2 separate regions of the Capra hircus genome follow, and region 1 is linked to region 2. A link is a contact called in public Hi-C data. All regions are on one chromosome and are shown on one strand. The core of a region is the stretch at or near the end of the contact, and the rest is flanking DNA. Distances in the headings are between cores, read along the strand shown.

Region 1 (3,926 bases), core at 30-2,529, 130 kb before region 2:
ATTGCATTTCAGTCACTGTAGCGAAAAGAAAAAAATGCCCAAGGGAATGAATGGCTGGCTGTCAGAGGTAGGATCCCTGCATTTTTTCTGTTTTTTCTTTCTTTTTTTTGCTACTGTGGGTCTGGAATTGCCTCTGCGGTTTATGACCTTCAGTGAGAGACGGTGAAGTCAGAAAAAGGATTCACTGAATCCAGAAAGGACAATCGGCCTGACAGCCGAGGAAGCTCTGGCATGCCATGGGAAGCCGCCAGGCCATGGCTTTCTACCCAAAGGCCAGCCGGACGCCGAGTCATCAGACCCATTCACGCGCCTCCCCACTGCGGCTGCAGCCGCACCGGGCTCTCGGGCCAGCTGAACAAATAAAGGCTGAAGGCGATCGGAGTGGACACTGGCTCCCACGCCTGCCTGGCTCTCGGAGGCCAGAGCATTCCTTTAGGATTCCCCCTCATTAACCGTCCGTGTCAGATGCGTCTCTTGAGCTGGGCTAGGATCAAACTACCTTTATTTCACAACATTTAGTACACGAGACCAACAGAGAAGACGATATGTGCATTTTAACACCTAAATCTTCAAATCAGCCTTTTGGGCTACCACTGGTCTGCTTGCTTCTGGGAAGCAAACCCTAAGAGGAATGGAGGAACATATGTACACCCATGGCTGATTCATGTGGTGTATGGCAAAAACCACCACAATATTGGAAAGTAATTTTACTTAAAATAAATTTTTAAAAAAAGAAATCCTCCGTCTATTGAGCAGTGTGAGGACTGGGAGAAACAGCTGCAGGAAGACAACGGCAGATGCACACACAATCACACTTTTTCTGCCACTACTTCTTGCTCCTTTAGAATCGGAGAATCCGCGCAAGAACCCTGAGTGAATGGAATGAATGAACAAACAAGAAAGGTGCTTTCATTATACTGTTGTTTAGTCACTAACGTGAAAGTGAAGTCACTCAGTCGTGTCCGACTCTTTGCGACCCCATGGACTGTAGCCCACCAGGCTCCTCCATCCATGGGATTTTCCAGGTGAGAATATCGGAGTGGGTTGCCATTTCCTTAGGAGATCTACCCAACCCAGGGATTGAACCCAGGTCTCCCGTACTGTAGGCAGACACTTTACCGTCTGAGCCAGAAAGTAAAAATGAAAGTGAAGTCACTAAGCTGTGTCCAACTCTTTTGCAACCCCATGGACTGTAGCCTGCCAGGCTCCCCTGTTTTTGCTTGGAATTTTCCAGGCAAGAACACTGGAGCGGATTGTCAATTTCTTCTCCAGGGGATCTTCCGGACTCAGGGACTGAACCCACCTCTCCTGATCTCCTGCATTGGCAGGCAGATTCTTTACCACTGAGCCATCTGGAAAGCCTTTTATTACACTGTTTACACATAAATTTCCAAATCACTCTTGGCCAATAAGACCACGACATTGATCATCAAAAGTGTCGCAGGAAGGGGAAGGTATTTATTAAGCTTGGTTATGCACCTGGGGTGTCCATATATTACTTCATTTAAGCCAACCAGCAGCACTGAGGACAGTGGATTATTATTCCTATATAAATGAGGAAAGTCCACATATAACAGTGCTCATCAAATTAGTTAAAGACCTCTATTTTTCTGTTCTCAAATCTAATTTCCTAGTCCCATCCTGTATCTCTGACTGTTCTGTAGGAACTTTCTTGAATCTTCTTCCCTGTACATTCACACTCATCATGTCAGAAGCTGAGCTCACCACGCCCAGACTGGTTTTCCTGCCTTTTTCCTCCCTGACTCAGCAGACAGCAACTTGGGTTTCTTCCACCAGCTAAGCTGGGTGGTGACCCAGCTGTCAGCTTTGCTGACCCTCTATCCCTCCTTCTCCCAAGACCAAGCCTATCACTTCTTTCCCTGAATTAATTCTCAGATGTCTGTCCCTCTGGACCCTGGGTCACAGTCTGGTCATCCACGTGGGCTACCCAAGCACCAGCCTCCCCTGCTTCCCTAAGTCCAATCTCCCCCTCACTTGCACCTACCAATGTCAACTAACCCTCAGTCTTCCCTATGTTGTGTCCTTGCTTCCGTCAACACTGCAATGAGCACAGCCCATCCTCCTCCACGCCAGCAAACCATGGTCCCTAAGGGCCTGCACCCACATCCTCTGCTCCAGTCACATTTGTGCATTCTCTTTGCCTGAAGGAATAGCAGCCTTGGTATCTGAGCCCTGTAGCTCAGATTCAACCTTCCCCCAACCCAAATTATGATGACAACAATGATGACGATGCTGGGACACCCCTCACAGAGCACTCACCCCATTCTGGTCCCTGGAAAAGTACTATGCCTTCCTCGCATGGAATCCTTACATCCTTAGAGTGCAAAGTCATCCTACATCTACTTTTTCTTCCCCAAATGAGGAAGCCCAGGCTCAGAGAGATGAAGGCCACTTGGCTACCACCTGGAGAAGCAGAGTCACACCCGACTTCAAAGTTGCTGCTTCCCTTTTCACTACAGTCCTTTTCAACCTCACTCTTGTATAAACTCTCATATCCACCTTCAAACAATTAACACCCACATAAGCTTAGCACTTATTTCTCATTATTGTTTCATGCATGTTACTTTAATATCTACTTGGGGTGATGTCGTCCAGTAAGATTACTGGGACCAGGAATCTGTGTAATAAAACCACCCCCAGCCCACCTTGGCCACTGCCTTCCACGGTATAATTAAATATACACTCAAGCACTTATTTATAATCAAAATTAACAAAGAAGAGTTTGCCAGCAACCCTGTCTTTTAAATTCTTGACTGTGTTTCAAAAACTATGCCACTAGGTGGCACTATAACATCACTTAAAGCTCAACTAGGCCTCAATGTGCAGCCTAAACCCTTTAGGGGTGCCTCCAAGGTCCTTCTCTATTGCAAATGAAACAACTGCTGGAGATATAGGAGGATCATAAGATAAATAACAACAACAAAAAAGGTGTTACTCAAAGAGTAGACAGTCCAAGGAGACCGGACTGCAATGGCAAGTGTTTTCTTGTGCCTTAAGTTCACCTCATTCAATAAAGGAAAAAATTGGTCAGTTAAGTCTATAATATCACTGACTCAGGATTTTCAGCTGTTTTAAAAAAAATTTTAATGGAGGTTAAATGAATATTATTTATTTTTTCATTAATATAAGCAAGACAATAATGTGTCCTTCCAAATCATGTAAAATTCATTTATTAATGTCTTTTAATTTGATAAATAGGCTGTATTTTTGTATCATTTTTTTTCCAGTTTTTTTTGGAGGGCCATACCTCAAAGTTTGTGGGATTTTAGTTCCCTTGGGCCCGTGGCGGCAAAAGTGCAAAGCCCTAACCAGTGGACAGACAGGTTAATTCCCCATGGGAATTAACATCTTAAACTTACACAGTGCGGTATCAAGTATATCATTAAAACTGGAAGAAAGGGGATTCCCAGGATCTCAGTTCCTTTCCTGGTGAGGGAATTAAGATCCTGCATGCAGAGCGGCAGAGCCAGATTTTTTTTAAAAGATGGACAGCGTAATGATTCAACTCACATACATCATGAAATCACAATAAGTTTAGTGAACATTCCTCACCTCATATAATATAGATCAGAAATAAAAGAAAAAAGTTGTTTCTTTAAGAGGAAGCTTGATGCAATGGGAAAAAATGCTGTACTGAGAACTAGAAGACATGGCTTTGCTACTGAATGATAAATAAGGTCACCCACCTACTATACAGCATGGGGAACTATCTTCAGTAGCATGTTTAGAAAAGAATGTGTGTGTGTGTGTGTGTGTGTGTGTGTGTGTGTGTGTGTGTAACTGAATCACTTTGCTATACACCTGAAACACTGTAAATCAACTATAGTTCAATTTAAAAAAATAATTAGGTCATCCCTTGATCCAGGTCATGGAACACTGGTTTTCCCATCTTCAGTAATGGTGTA
Region 2 (4,137 bases), core at 1,565-4,064:
TCCAGTCTTAGCTGGGCCCTCAGAACTCTGCTTATTTCAAGCTATCTATTTTACAAATGAAAGTGTATATATATCAATGTATTTACACTAAGATGTGTAAGTTAGCTATATAGCAGCAGGGAAGCTGCTGTATAGCACAAGCAGCTCAGCTCAGCACTCATGGTCTAGAGGAATGGGATGGGGGTGGTGGTGGGCGAGAGGTCCAAGAAGGAGGGGCTGTGTGTATCCACATAGGTAATTCACGTGGCTCTACAGTAGAAACTAACACGATATTGTAAAGCAGTTCCATTGGTTTCAGCTACCGGCTTGTGTCCCACTCTTTGCCACCCCATGGACTGCAGCACACCAGGCCTCCCTGTCCTTCACTGTCTCCTGGAGTTTCCTCAAGTTCATGTCCATTGAGTCAGTGATGCCATCCAATCATCTTGTCCCCTGTCGTCCCCTTCTCCTCCCACCTTCAATCTTCCCCAGCATCAGGATCTTTTCCAGTGAGTTGGTTCTTCACATCATGTGGCCAAAGTGTTGGAGCTTCAGCTTTAGTATCAGTCCTTCTAATGAATATTCAGGACTGATTTTCTTTAGGATGGACTGGTTTGATCTCCTTGCAATCCAAGGGACTCTCAAGAGTCTTCTCCAGCACCACAATTTGAAGCAATTATACTCCAATTTAAAAAAAAGAGAAGACTATCGGTATCTTTCAGTCCTCAGCTCTACATCCTCCTACTTCCTGATTTAGGGGTCTCCACACCTGCATCGCAAATAGATGAGGAAACAGTGAAAACAGTGACAGACTTTAGGGGGCTCCAAAATCACTGCAGATGGTGACTGCAGCCATGAAATTAAAAGACGCTTACTTCTTGGAAGGAAAGTTATGACCAGCCTAGATAGTATATTAAAAAGCAGAGATATTACTTTGCCAACAAAGGTCTGTCTAGTCAAGGCTATGGTTTTTACAGTGGTCATGTATGGATGTGAGAGTTGGACTGTGAAGAAAGCTGAGCACCGAAGAATTGATGCTTTTGAACTATGGTGTTGGAGAAGACTCTTGAGGGTCCCTTGAACTGCAAGAGATCCAACCAGTGCATCCTAAAGGAGATCAGTCCTGGGTGTTCTTTGGAAGGACTGATGCTAAAGCTGAAACTCCAGTACTCTGGCCACCTCATGCGAAGAGTTGACTCATTGGAAAAGACTCTGATGCTGGGAGGGATTGGGGGCAGGAGGAGAAGGGGATGACAGAGGATGAGATGTTTGGATGGCATCACCGACTCGATGAACATGAATTTGAGTAAACTCAGGGAGTTGGTGATGGACAGGGAGGCCTGGTATGCTTCGATTCATGGGGTCGCAAAGAATCAGACACGACTCAGCGACTGAGCTGAACTGAACTGAACACCTGCATGGAAGAGATGATTCATTTGAAAAGACCCTGATTCTAGGAAAGACTGAAGGCAGGAGGAGAAGGAGACGACAGAGGATAAGATGGTTGGATGCTTATTACCGACTCAGTACACATGAGTCTGGGTAAACTCCAGGAGTTGGTGATGGACAGGGAGGCCTGGCGTGCTAAAATCCGTGGGGTCGCAAAGTGTCGAACACGATTGAGCAACCGAACTGAACTGAACACCTGCATTGGCCGCTGGTGAGGTGTTTTCTGCCTCCATTCAAGCCCTATTCTCTACCTGTATCCTGGTCACTGGGATTTCCACTAGAATCGCGTTCTGATGATGTGTCCTCTTTCTCAGCTGTGTCAACTTGGTTATTGGTTTTTCTCTTTCCATCTTTATGCAAAACCCATACCAGCATATAACTTCCTCTGGATCTTTCCAGCACTATAATCCAAGGACTGCCATCCTTTCCTATCTCAGACAGACTTCTTTAAAAAAAAAAAAAAGAACCAACCACACAGGCTGTGGTTCATCTCCTATTCACTCCTTAGCCAGCAACAATTTGCCTTCTGCTCCCTCCCTGAAAACCCAAGACCTCCACTTTGCACTCGACCCCCAAAAGGTCAGTGGAGAATACTCTGTGTCTTTGTCTGGCCCCGACCCCTCTGCTACGTTTCCAGCTGTGAGGCTCCCTCTTTTCTCCTTGAAACACAGGCCTTTGTTTCTGGAACCCTCCTTTCTCTTCTCTCCCCTCCCCAATGCTTTCCTTCTTTCCCTGGTTCCTGTTTCTCAGCTGGGTTCTTCAGTGTTGGGCCTCCTAAGGTTCTTACCAGAGCCCACCGCCCTTCACACTCGCCACACATTTTTATCCTAAAGTCTGTGATACAACAAAGGGCTTTGTTTAAATAAATGCCCTAGAGGATTTGCTAAATAACTGCATAACTAGATTTGCTGATGGCTCTTTTCTGCTGTGGAATTAAGCCTGGACTCAAGCCTGGACTCTCACGCACCCTCTGGGTCACTCCCCTGCCTGCTGGCTTCCCGGAAGCTATGAACTAACTAATACGTTGTGGAGGGTGATTATAATTTTTAAATTATAATTTTAAATCTTTTTAAATTTCCTAAGTGATGTTGCAGAATATTTAGGTAACATTTTATGTGAATTTGTTGCAGGAAGGGGCACCCCTTCCAAGGCTCTTGTCTAACACTCGGAAATAAACTGTGCGAGGAAACACACGAGCTGACAAAGCAAGAGGCACCGGTTGGAGAGCAGCGGAGCAAGGGAACCCAGGAGAACTGCTCCGCCCTGTGGCTTGCAGTCTCGGGTTTTATGGTGATGGGGTTAGTTTCCGGGTTGTCTCTGGCCAATCACTCTGACTCAGGGTCCTTCCTGGGGGCATACGTATTGCTCAGTCAAGATGGATTCCAGCGCGGAGGATTCTGGGAGGCGGTAGGATACATGGTGTCTCCTTTTGACCTTTCCAAACTTTCCGGTTGGTGATAGCTTACAGTTCGTGTTCCTTACCAGTCCCTCCTGTCCTAAGATAACACACAAATGGTTACCACGGTGCCTGACTAGGGTGGGCGGCTTCAGTCAGTGTGCTCCCCCTCTTCTGAGTCAGGCTCTGGGGCATTGGGACATTTCTTCTTGACTGGATTTCTTTTATTCTTCACATTGATCTCATTGGTCATGACGATGGTGACATATTATTATCTTCATCATAGAGATGAGGAAACTGACCCTCAGAACATGAAGCGATTTGTCCTGGTTACACAGCTAATAGGTGGTAAAATCAGAGTTCAAATCCAGGATTATATGACGCCAGAATCAAATTCCTACAGTCAAAGAAATTAAGCCCATTGCTACAGCCGCAAGACTTCCTGTCTTCCAGGGATTCTACTTTCCTGTATTCACGTATGCGTTCTGTTTCTTCCCTTCTCCTTTCTCTAATCCTAATGTGAGAAAAGTCCTTTCGATTCCGGATGTTTAGTGTCTGGTTTCAGACATGCTTAGTGTCTGAACATTCCGCTGCATTCCTTCAGGGCGTGCTCTCAGATTTCCCTCCATTTCCCCGGAGGTGAATTTGTCACTTCAGCCCTGGACTTAAGGTCAGCCGAATGCTAACTCACTCCTATTTGTTTTGTTTTCCGCACTCCATTCTGCTGGTCTCCTTAGCTTTTATCTAGAGAAGTCAGTAATGGATTAAAATTATGGTTGTAAACACGTGGTGCTTTGTGTGGGTTACATGATGTGTAGGTGTTCCATAACATTCATCCAGAAAACTGATAGAGTAAACCATAGCTTAGGGCGGCTGTATTGTGCTCTGTGCTGTGCTCAGTCATGTCTGACTCTTTCTGACCCCATGAAATGTAGCCCGCTAGGCTCCTCTGTCCACGGGATTTTCCTGGCAGGAATACTGGAGTGCGTTGCCGTTTCCTTACAGGCAATCTTCCCCGCCCAGGGACTGAACCCACATCTCTTGCGTCTCTTGCATTGGCAGGCAGATTCTTTACCACTGCACCACCTGGGAAGCCCGTAGCCTAAAGATACAGCCACAAATGATAATTTAACCAAAGGTAGGCAATCAGAGAATATTAAAACCTGATTAAAAAGGTGTTGCAGGTTTATAAAGGTCTTCATTCTGAATATTTTCTATATGAGACAGTTTATAATGGCGAACTGAAATCTGCAGGTCACGCTTCTGGCATCTGCAGATTACAGACAGCCCCCGGCAGAGGCGGGGGTAAGGTC

Evidence for each region. Hi-C and Micro-C count contacts between places; a contact is called where the count stands out from the background.
Region 1: a contact with region 2 is called in a Hi-C map of blood, with 7 times the contacts expected there. The contact joins two enhancer-like sites. A contact is called at or near these places in 3 of 5 Hi-C or Micro-C datasets (blood and liver).

The regions. Positions count from the first base shown.
Region 1 is chr2:20,443,969-20,447,894 of ARS1.2, reverse strand. The region is part of intron 4 of COL4A4 (collagen alpha-4(IV) chain); the gene reads right to left. Among named protein-coding and RNA genes, the nearest start is that of COL4A4, 39 kb to the right of the region's middle. Within about 2 kb of position 1,279, at least 3 of the 5 cell types and tissues checked have an H3K27ac peak or open chromatin away from gene starts, as enhancers often do.
Region 2 is chr2:20,319,653-20,323,789 of ARS1.2, reverse strand. All of the region lies in intron 3 of COL4A3 (collagen alpha-3(IV) chain), which reads left to right. Among named protein-coding and RNA genes, the nearest start is that of MFF, 80 kb to the right of the region's middle. Within about 2 kb of position 2,814, at least 1 of the 5 cell types and tissues checked has an H3K27ac peak or open chromatin away from gene starts, as enhancers often do.